Regions from separate parts of the Danio rerio genome. Here region 1 is linked to region 2. The links are chromatin contacts, called in public HiChIP or PLAC-seq maps. All regions are on one chromosome and are shown on one strand. The core of a region is the stretch at or near the end of the contact, and the rest is flanking DNA. Distances in the headings are between cores, read along the strand shown. Region 1 holds the start of zgc:86764. Region 2 holds the start of dusp4 (dual specificity phosphatase 4).

What was found. HiChIP or PLAC-seq counts read pairs in DNA pulled down with a chosen protein or histone mark.
Region 1: an H3K4me3 HiChIP or PLAC-seq map of gastrula embryo shows a contact between it and region 2, with 6 times the contacts expected there. The contact joins the promoter of zgc:86764 here to the promoter of dusp4 in region 2. A contact is called at or near these places in 6 of 18 Hi-C or Micro-C datasets (caudal fin, embryo, hematopoietic stem cells and 1 more) and 3 of 4 datasets of contacts at active chromatin or transcription factors (caudal fin, embryo and gastrula embryo).

The regions. Positions count from the first base shown.
Region 1 is chr21:21,636,922-21,642,799 of GRCz12tu, reverse strand. zgc:86764 reads left to right here and starts at 4,612. Exons shown (of 14, transcript NM_001002684.2): 1 at 4,612-4,735; 2 at 5,788-5,878. The coding sequence starts at 4,719. pde6b (phosphodiesterase 6B, cGMP-specific, rod, beta) reads right to left here and starts at 4,530. Exons shown (of 25, transcript XM_073935244.1): 1 at 4,486-4,530; 2 at 4,268-4,349. It overlaps slc26a1 (solute carrier family 26 member 1), which reads left to right. Exons shown (of 4, transcript NM_001080667.2): 4 at 766-2,832. The coding sequence ends at 2,283.
Region 2 is chr21:21,450,666-21,456,413 of GRCz12tu, reverse strand. dusp4 (dual specificity phosphatase 4) reads left to right here and starts at 2,256. Exons shown (of 4, transcript NM_201171.1): 1 at 2,256-2,778; 2 at 3,715-3,842; 3 at 5,104-5,323. The coding sequence starts at 2,403.

The DNA of each region.
Region 1 (5,878 bases), core at 3,363-5,862, 180 kb before region 2:
CTCGAATGTTAGCGGGAAATAGACCTTTTTCAAATTTCAGTATCGATTGGTTCCGAATTCCAGTATTGTGCAACCCTACCACAACTAGACAAGGGAGATACATTCACGCTTACACTTGGTTATTTAATCTCTTTTGCCCACTTTCATAAACTTTTCTAATCTTTTGATCTAATATTGTGAAATAAAGTACTAAAATTTATAAGTTTGTTTACATCATTTAAAGTAGTTTTTTTGGGGGTGGGGGTGGGGGGGTGTTTGTGACTATGCTTTTTGCTGCTTAAATTGTTTGTGATGAATTGGTGATGAACATGTGATTTCGTGGCCCTGACTCATACCATGAGAATGGCAAAGTTGAAAAATTTTAGCTTCACTTTTTTTAGTAGAAGGAAGTGGAAACATGTCATCCATCTTTTTTATACTAGGATTCGATCGCAATCAACTAAATGAAGGTCTACATTACAAAAGCATCCAGGCGATTGTATTTTGCAGAAGTGGTCTAAGTGGACCAGCTCAAAATATCTTAACCCGTTTATTTATATTATATAAAAATATTATAACCCGTTTATTTTTGTCTCGCTATCATAGACTGGCATGGTCCACTTCAGATTTGATCAATATAAACACATTAATACCAAGTATAAACAGGACCTTAGACTTTCAACTACTATACTACTACTAACCACTTACAAAAATGTAATTTAACGGCTCAAGAAATGAATGTCCTTATATTGACCCCAATATGTATTTTCTTATTTTGATCCTCAGGTGCTGATGGCTTTTCTTAGGCTTGGGTTTGTGTCTGTTTATCTCTCTTCTCCTATGCTCGATGGCTTTGCCACCGGGGCATCTTGCACTATTCTCACCGTCCAGGCTAAATACCTGCTTGGCCTTAAGATCCCTCGACACCAAGGCTATGGCACCGTGGTGGTCACTTGGATCAACATCTTCAAGAACATCCACAAAACCAACTTCTGTGACTTGATAACAAGTGCCATTTGCATCATAGTACTGCTTGCAGGAAAAGAGATCCAGGATCGCTACAAAAAGATTTTAAAGATACCACTACCTACAGAACTGGTGGTAGTAGCAGTTGCCACAATAGTTTCCCACTTTGCTGATCTAAACGGTCAGTTTAGTTCCAGTATCTCAGGTGCCATTCCAACTGGTTTCATTCCTCCAAAAATGCCAAGCATTGAACTTATGCCAAGGATAGCATGGGATGCCATTCCATTGGCGGTCATTAGTTTTGCGTTTACGGTTTCTCTATCAGAGATGTTTGCTAAAAAGCATGGCTACACAGTCCGACCCAATCAAGAAATGATAGCGATTGGGTTCTGCAACATAATCCCTTCATTTTTTCATTCGTTCACAACAAGTGCCGCTCTTGCAAAAACCATGGTGAAGGACTCTGCAGGCTGCCAGACTCAGGTCTCCAGCATAGTGAGTGCCTTGGTGGTTCTTTTGGTCCTCCTCTTCTTTGCACCATTTTTCTACGCCCTGCAGAAGTGTGTACTCGCCTGCATCATCATTGTTAGCTTAAGAGGTGCACTACGCAAATTTAGAGATGTCCCTAAGCAATGGCGTCAGAGCAAGATTGAGGCAATTGTCTGGCTGGTTACAATGAGCTCAACTGCTTTAATTAGCGTGGAGCTTGGGTTGGTAATCGGGGTGATTTTCTCAATGATCTGTGTTGTGGTCCAGACTCAGAATCCTAAGGTTTCGTTATTGGGGCAAATTGAGCAAACTAATGACTACGAGGACATGGAAGAGTATGATAATCTTTCGCCAGTTCCAAACGTGAAGATCTTTCGTTTCCAGGCACCTCTTTTTTATGCCAACAAAGACTTCTTTTTAAAATCGTTATACAAAGCAACCAAACTTGAGCCATTCCTTGAACTTACTCGCAGAAGAAAGCTGGAGAAAAAAGCCAGGGCTAAGGGTCAGAAGAAGACTGATGGAGTAGATCAAACAAATGGAGATGTCGGCATTTGTTTGATTTCTAAAGATGTGGGTTTTCATACTATCATCTTGGATTGCTCCTGCATCTCTATGATAGACACGACAGCAGTGAGCACTTTCAAAACAGTTTCTAAAGACTACAAAGAAGTTGGTGTGAATGTAATTCTAGCTTGTTGCAACACCACAGTCATCGATTCGTTAAGAAAAGGCTCTTTCTTTGGAGCTGATGACATAAACATGGATAGACTGTTATTTTATACCATCCACAGTGCTGTTTGTTTTGCTACTAGTATGACACAACCGGTTAATGACTCATCTGTGTAATGTGTCCATATTCAAGAGCTGAAAAGCATATTTTCTGTTTAAACATGACATTTCTGGAAAACAATCTCAACTTAAACGAGTTTATGAGATCATGATTTAATAGCTTAAAAAGACCACTACATTTCGAGTCAAATGTGATATCAAAATCAAACATTTTATACCACTGTATAAACTCAGAGGTTATTATTATTATTATTATTATATTATTATCACACTGGAAAACAATACTGTTCATCTTCTTTGATTGACCAAGGATTACAAGAAAATCAAACAAAACTGTTTTATGATGTAACAGTGACAATCTAATCCCTTAATTTATTTGATATTTAATCAATTGCATTTAAATTATTTGTAATTTATAAATTAATTGGTGCAAAATCTACCACTAACTGCCAAAAAAAAAAAAAAAAAAAAATACAGGGTCATGAGAATGCATTATAGATCTGTGACTGTACATTCCCTATACTGTCTTTTTTTAAATGTGAACATGTTTTTATGTTCTTCTTTGGGAAATAAAAGTTTCACTTGAAGATCTGATTTTATTATAAACCAGTGTCTAGACCTATTTTGTGTCCATTTCAGTGCACTTATTGCCTCATTGTTATATTTGCCACCGTCTTGAAACCAATAGGTTTTTTTGCTTTTGCATATTAGGTGACATCTTAAGCACTTTTCAGTCTTGACACTGAGTTTGAATAGTAAATGAAACCGGGATAAATTTAGTTTTTTTTAAAAAATATATTACAGCTGGGTTAACTCGTGCGTGTCTTAAGCAAGGCACCATAACCGGAAGTTGAAACCAATAGGTTTGACTTTTTTGTCAGTAAAAAGTTTTTCATAATTTAAACTATTAAACATTTTATGTGATAATTGTTCTAACATATGTTTTGCTTTATAAATTTACTTGCATTTTAACCAGTGGTGGAAAGAGTACTGAAAAATTGTACTTAAGTAAAAGTACCATTACTAGCCTAAAAAGCACAGGCACACAACGTCATTAGATGTAATATTAGGTTAGATTTAGGTTGTGATGTCAAGTGACCAAAATTCAATGTCTAGTCTTAGGATTTACGTTGTGTTGGAAAGTGACCAAAATCCAACGTCGAACCAACATCTTAAACCAACGTCACATTGACGTCAAATACTGACATGTATCCGTCAGGTATGGCAACATAAATCTAAAGTCTGATAGACGTCATAGTGGGAGCATCCACACAACGTCAAGCTATAACATCATTAGAGGTCGATATTTAGTTGATTTTAGGTTGGACGTTGGGGTTCTGAGGTCAACCTGATTTTCATTTTCAAACGAAACGCAACATCAATCTTGTGTCATCATGTTGACGTCTTGTGTGTCCTGGGTGTTTAAGTCCATTTCGCTCATCAGTAAAACATCTGTCATTTCTCATCAGTGACTTTCATCAAACAGTCTTGGGGTTAATGTGTGTAAAGATTTTGGACATCTTCTGGGACACTTTTAATGCTTCCAAACAGCTTACTGCAATAATAAATTACTATGTCTTGATATTATGAGGCAATTTACCTTCTGTGTGCAATTTGATTGGTCGGGAATCACAAGACTACTCAGTCAAGACTACCCAATACTCAGACAAGAAAAATAAAGTAGTGACTGCAGTTTGAAGGAAAGTAGTGGAGTAAAAGTACTGATACAGCACTAAAAATGCACTCAAGGGAAAGTAAAAGTACACATTGTTTTACTTTACATCACTGATTTTAACACACATTGTATGTATAAACATATCTGATTATTTAATTTGGTTCTGATATCAAAGTGGGAAGTTTATTCTTTGAACAACAAACTTATTATGATGATTACATAGCAAAACAGTTTCATTTATTTTATTTTATTTAATTATAGGTTCAATAATGACTAGGTGGACTTGCTTATTGTAAATGAACAGTTGGTCAAGTGTTTGCCAAATGCACACATAGAAAGTTAACACTGCTGTTGACTGTAAGTTACCTTAGTTAACGTTAGTTGAAGATACTCCACAGACGGGATATTGAGATGTTTCCACCTCCATGATTCATCATTATTGTCGTTTCTGTTACAACACACAAGTTAGGCTCGTTTATCTATTGTGTTAAGTGGCGCAAAGACTCACATGTTATCTAAAGGTTATTTCGACAATTTATCACACTAACTAACATCCTAAAAGTTGTGACGACAACAAAACAAACCCTCATTATCGCTTCTGATAAGGAAACTATTCCGCTCCGGAACGCACAGTGGCGCTCGACTCGTGGCGATATATGAGTGTCTTTTCATGTTGCGTTCAGTGAAGAAGAAAAGAAAACGTCAGCTGCAATTCAAATTTTACCGCTCGTCCTGTGCACAGCGAGACGATAGTTGTTAATATTGATAGGTGATATATTTTTAATATAATTACTGACGGTTGTCATACGGTCCAATGATGACTTGTCGAAAAAGGTAAGTGTGTTTTTATGTGGATTCCAAAACCACCAAAACAGCGCAAGATGAAATAATATGGTTGTCTCATTCTCTTGTGTAACGTTACGTTGTGACTGTTGACATTAAACATTTTTATATAATACAAAGATTTCAAAGCTTTAATAGTTCTATAAAACTAAACATGCTTTTGTTATTAAAAAGTTGTTTAAGTTACCTCTTTTTTTGGTTAACGTTAGGTGTTTTTAAACTGATTTTTGCAGTTTATAAAATGAATAAACAAAATAACATTGAACATTAAATTCTTCCATTTGTTTCATGCTCACCCTCATGAACTATATGACGTTTTTCTGTTGAATATAAAAGCTAACGAATTCTATATACTTAGTTATTTAAAATACACTTTTAGGGCGGTTCGTTCATTCCGCAGTGGCGACTCTTATAAATATAGATAGAGGTTAAGTGGGTTTTATATTCACACATTCGTTAATTTAAAAGTCTCTGTATTATTTACGATGTGACTTTAAATAATATAGATAGAGGTAAAGTTAGTTTTATATTCACACATTCAGACTTTTTCTTTAATATTATAATTTCAGGAAATTATTCTTTGCAAATTTGAAATGGGGAATCATATTAGCAGCCAATGACTCGCAAAGTACAACATGGTCATACCTGCATATGATTTCAGACCATATATTTAAAAAGTACCATGGTGAACATTTAGTTTAGTGAGCGTGTCACAAGTTGTCACTAAACGAATTTGTGAGTATAAAACCAAGTTGACCTCAATCTGATGAATAGGGGACTAGAAAGGATAATGAATGAATGAAGACATTTTAGGGGAGACTAATCAAGGCAACAAAAAGTAAATAATATAATTTTTTATATATACAATTCGTGCACACACTTAGATGGGAGAGAATGAAAATGAATGATCTGTTAGTCATCTTGATCATTCAAAGTTATTTTTGTATAAATATGTATGCAGCATACATAAAATAGTATAGGTACTTATGTAAAAAAAAATAATGATAATGCATTCCCATTTTGCTTTTTGTTTTTGGGAGCAGTGAAGCTTTGGCGTTCTCTCTTGTGACTGAGATCAATCATGCGATGGCCAGGCTTGTGGACATATGGGACAGCATCGGCATCATGGAGGAC
Region 2 (5,748 bases), core at 1,007-3,506:
AGATACAAATAATATTAAATGAAATTATGCACAAAAAGAGCATTTTTCCAACAAACTTAGGCTATATAAAGTGGTCAATAATTGTTTCAATGTTTTCTGTTGCTATTTTGGGTTTTTCATCTATTGTTTTTTTTTTTTTCAGTATTATCAGTTAACAATCCAAAGTTATTCAAAATCTATTTTTGTGTGTCTTTCTTTTTAAGAGATTGTCGTGGTTTTGTAGCTACTAAATCATATTCAGTGGAACAGAAATGAACCGATTCAGATGTGCATTTCAAACATTAGAAAACATCAAAAAACTTGCAACCTTAAAGGGCTTCACAGACTACTAAAATAAAATGGTCTATTGTTGTACAAATGTGTGAGGATTTAGTGACTTTTCCACAACACTATCTGCTGAAGATAGACCATTAATGACAATACTACCTTTTGCAGTGTTACTAACACTGCCAGTATTTTGAAGCCATATTGCAATACTATCATAGAACTGGTAAACTGTGCAACCCTATGTAGGGGAGCCCAAACGTTTTCGCATAAAGGACCAAAAGCCAGATATCATAATTGAGAACCATGGGCTGAAGTAAATTTACCACACATTAAAGTTGCTATGGGTAATTTCCTAATTTATTTCATAAGATTTAAAAGTTAAAACAAAACATTACTTTAAATCATATTAACTAATTCAGTATAACATTTAAAACCATAACTCATTGCAATAAAAACATGAACAATCACATTTTTAACACAGTGTAGTTTAATGGTGAAAACACTAGTCAAGCAAAATCTGCCTTTGCCTTGATTTGTTCTCTGTGTGTGGGGTGACGGTGTGTACATTTCAACTAAATCTGAATAATTTACACCATTTTATTAAAACATTTAATTTTAGATAGTTTTGAACAATAAAGGAAACAAACAAAAGCTTAGATTTGATTTGAAATGACAATCTATAAACCATGTCCTCATTCTTCCTCTTTTCTTAAATGGAATGGCAGGCCAAATCAAAGGATACCATGGGCCAACTTTGGGCCCTACACATGGGCCCTAGTTTGGGCATCCCTGATCTCATGTAGCCTATGTATAATTTAATAATGCATCTTATAAAGCAAATAACAAAATTAATTAAAAATAATAATCAAATGGCAGTTTGTGACTATATAGTTTACAAACAGTAGCCCAAAAATAAAATATGTGCATACCAATTAGCCTACTCAAAGTCTACAGTGTCCAGTAAATTAGAAACATTTGGAAAAATGGAATAAGGGCCTTCAAATATTATTGTGACAAATGGCTTTCAAGTCATGACATTTGAGAAATGAAGTCTTACCGTTTCTTGTTTACTGTCATGCGTGTTTGCCCACAGTAGAAGCGCCATAATGTGTGTAGAACTCTTCTAAAATGGACCCTCGAACATTATTCATTAAAAATAAACAAACGGTACTCGCAATATTAGGCTACCTCACAAAACACATTCAAGCCAGCCACGCTTTAGCATTAATTAAACAACATGAAATAAAACATAAATCATTTAAATAGACATTGACAAAAAAAAAGAGTGATGTACCTAACCGTTAACTTAATCGCTCTCATGTAAACAAAAGACAATGAGTCGCGCAGAGAATTGTGGGAATATATTGTGGAAATATTTTTTAATCAACTTATTTTAAACTACAAAAATAATACCGATATGTTTCCACTGTAATTTATAAAATAATCCATAAATATATTTTTACAATATATATATATATATATATATATATATATATATATATATATATATATATATATATATATATATATATATATGTGTGTGTGTGTGTGTGTGTGTGTGTGTGTGTGTGTGTGTGTGTGTGTGTGTGTGTGTGTGTGTGTGTGTACAATAAGCTTATATTATATACACATTTGTAATCAGTACCCATAAATATATTTATACGCCCAATAAACGAACAATTAGTTAAATGACACTTTACATCAAACTAACTGCACACTGTGCACTCTATATACACGATTAAGCGCTTTATATCGTCTTCTTTACAGATGCTGTTTCCAGATTCCATGCAGATTTAATTGAATCTATCTGTTTATGTCAAAAGACACAGTTTGATGGCTGAATTGGTGACTGGAAGGTGACGGCGGTCACCATCGATCGCCACTGACTCTTATGAATGAAGAGCGCCTAATGAATGGAGCTCGTAGCTGACGTCATCTCCATTGTGACGTCGCGGTCCTTTTATGGAGCGCGCGTCTGAAGCCCATTCATAAAACGGAAAGAGAACTGCCCGTGGTAGTAAAGCTCTCAGGAGGGTAACACAACATCACACCGCGCAGTGCCAGCGCTTGGATTTGACGTTTTGTAGAAATTAAACCACCGTCTGACCGTGACCAGTCCCCGTCGGAGGAGGAAAATGGTCACAATGGACGAACTTTGCGAAATGGACTGCAGCGTTTTGAAGAGGCTGATGAAGGACGACGGAGCGAAATGTCTGCTTCTGGATTGCAGGTCGTTTCTGGCGTTCAGCGCCGGACATCTCCGCGGTGCCGTTAATATTCGCTGTAACACGATCGTTCGGAGGCGAGCGAAAGGCTCCGTGAGTTTGGACCAGATTTTGTCTGGGGACGATGAAGCGAGAAGCCGCTTGAAATCGGGGCTTTACTCCGCCGTGATCCTGTACGACGAGCGGAGCTCCGATACAAACACCATGAAAGACGACAGCACAATTACACTGGTACACAACGCGCTGTGTAGGGATACTTTTAGCACGGAAGTCTATCTGCTGAAAGGTACGTTTTAAAACCAATCATAATTGTTTTCTTAATTTGTATCCCGATGAAACCGTACTATCTGAAATAGTGAAATATATCCGCTCTGATATATAGATAGACAATGATGTAATATTCCCCGTTGGAAAATCCAGCTTAAGGTAGGCTGGTAGCTGTTTTTGGAAACATGTTAGCTGGTCTAAGCTGGTCCAAGCTGGTTATTCGCTGGTTGACCAGCTAACATGTTCCAGCTTGACCTCTGGTATTAAAAAGAAATGTCCGTAGGCTCTGCAAAACAACAATATTTTCATCTTTTACCCATTTTTAGAGACAAACCATCTGGTTAATACACCATATGTAAGAAGATTCTTGCATTTTAGAAATGTAGGCCTTTTGCAATGAATTGTAATATGGCAGATTGTATGTATACGTTTTGCATTTAAAATCCCCTAAATGCGTGGCTTGTTTGTAAAGAGTGGGACTGAATGCGAGAAATGAGTTATATATTATCACGGGTACAAAATGTTACAAGAGATCAGTCATTTACTGCTTTAACATTGTGTTCTTGTCATTTAGAAATTGTGTGGTGTCTTGTCAATGACTGTTTTTTTCAGTGTAATATCTAAACACAACCTCTGTGACCTCGCTTAAAATGAAATGAATCATCTAATTCCAGTAAAACTGAGATAGAAAATATATGAAATATTAATTAAGTATAATCAAACTTTTTATCTAGACAAATGAAACACATTATGATAAAAAAATAAATCGTAGAAATAAATAATCATTATAATTGTATAATACTATAAAACATATTCAATTACATAAATAATCCCATATTTCATTAATACAGAGTTTAAAACAAACAGACTAAAACAATTCTCACACACACTGGTTTTACATCTTTATTTATGCATTTTAAAAACGAATTTTTGACACCCTTTTCCACTTTTACAGGGGGCTATGACAGATTTTCCACACAATATCCAGACTACTGTTTGAAAACCAGAACACTCTCCGTGTCCAGTTCTCAGTCCAGTATAGAGAGCAGCTGCCTGTCCTGCGCGACTCCTCAACACGACCAGGTAAATACACAAGCAGCACTGGATACTCTGAGGTCAGCTAATGCCAGCATTGTGTAACATTAAACGTCCTGTCGACTGCTTGTCATCCGCTGCTCTTTCCGGCTGATAGCAGTGCTTTAGAGAGTGTCCGTCCGGCCTTTCCTCTGTGATAGAGGGTGTACGGTGTCAGACACTGCAGTGTTGATTCCCACATCGATCATTTCCTGCCTCTACAGCTTGTTAGCAGGCCGCCAATGACATAACAGCGGGCCAAATCAATACGCATCGCCCAGATAAATAAACTGGACGTTATTAGAGTGACCTTTTTATAGCTGATAGAGGTTTGACTGGCCTGATGTGTTAATCTAAGTGTTTTACAAATGCTGATTAATTGATCATTTATTGTGAATATATCATTTAAAATGTATATAAAATTAAACTTATAAACGCATTTATTGTAATGCATAATGCATATTTATGATAATGATTATAGTAATAATAATAACAATGATTTGTTATTATTGTTATTTCATTAACAACAACAAGTTATTATTATTATTGTTATTAATGTTTTTTATCTTTAAGAATATGGACTATATGGAAATATGGTGGCTGTTATATTAATTATTAATTTGTTATATTTTATTTACTGTTTATTATTTTTATTATTATTTAATCAACAATAATAATAAAATATTATTGATATTAATATTATTATTATTAATGTTATTTTTAAGAATATGGACTACGGAAATATGGTGGCTGTTATCATAATTCTTAATTTTTTATATTTTATTTTAATGTTTATTATTATTATTATTATTATTATTATTATTATTATTATTATTTTATCAACAACAACAACCATAATACATTATTATTATTATTATTATTATTATTATTATTATTATTATTAATATTATTATTATTTATTTTTAAGAATATGAATTTGAATATGAATATGGTTTATTATTATTATTATAATTATTTTATCAACAACAATAATAAATTATGATTATTGATATTTATTTGTAAGAATATAGACTATATGGAAATATGGCAGCTGTTGTTATATTAATAATATATTTGTAATATTTTAATGTTTATTATTATTTTATAAACAAAAATAATAAAAATTATTATTATTGTGTAATTATTTTTAAGAATATGGACTATATGTAAATATGGCAGCTGTTGTATTATTAAGTATTATTTTTTTATATTTATTTTAATGTTTATTATTATTTTGTTCTAATTTTGTTCGGTCACTTCTTCATTGCAGGGTGGTCCCGTGGAAATCCTCCCCTTTTTGTTCCTTGGCAGTGCTCTCCATGCGTCTAAAAAGGATATGCTGGATCGTATGGGCATTTCTGCCCTTTTGAATGTATCTTCAAACTGTCCCAATCATTTCGAAGGAGACTATCAGTACAAGTGTATCCCGGTGGAAGACAACCATAAAGAGGACATCAGCTCCTGGTTTATCGAAGCCATCGAATTCATAGGTAAGCTTGTTTCTTATGCTTTTACTTGAATGAAATGTCAAATCAATGCTTAGTTCAAAACATTTGCAATAAATAAATACAATAAAGGTTCATAAATGTTATGTTATATTATATTATATTATTATATTATATTATATTATATTATATTATATTATATTATATTATATTATATTATATTATATTATATTATATTGTAATCAATTGGTTTACCATTGATACTTAGGGTAGGGGTTAACTCTGCAAATGACATGCATTTCATGAGCAATAAAACATTGATCTGCACTGCAGAGCTTTGCAACAGTGACCCCCCTTTAATTTAGTCTTGCATTCATTTCAACGGCTCATTCTGGTCATCTTGGAAGCTTTTGTTTGACGTTAGAATCCATGAAACACAATGGTGGAAAAAATCCATGCGTCATATGTGC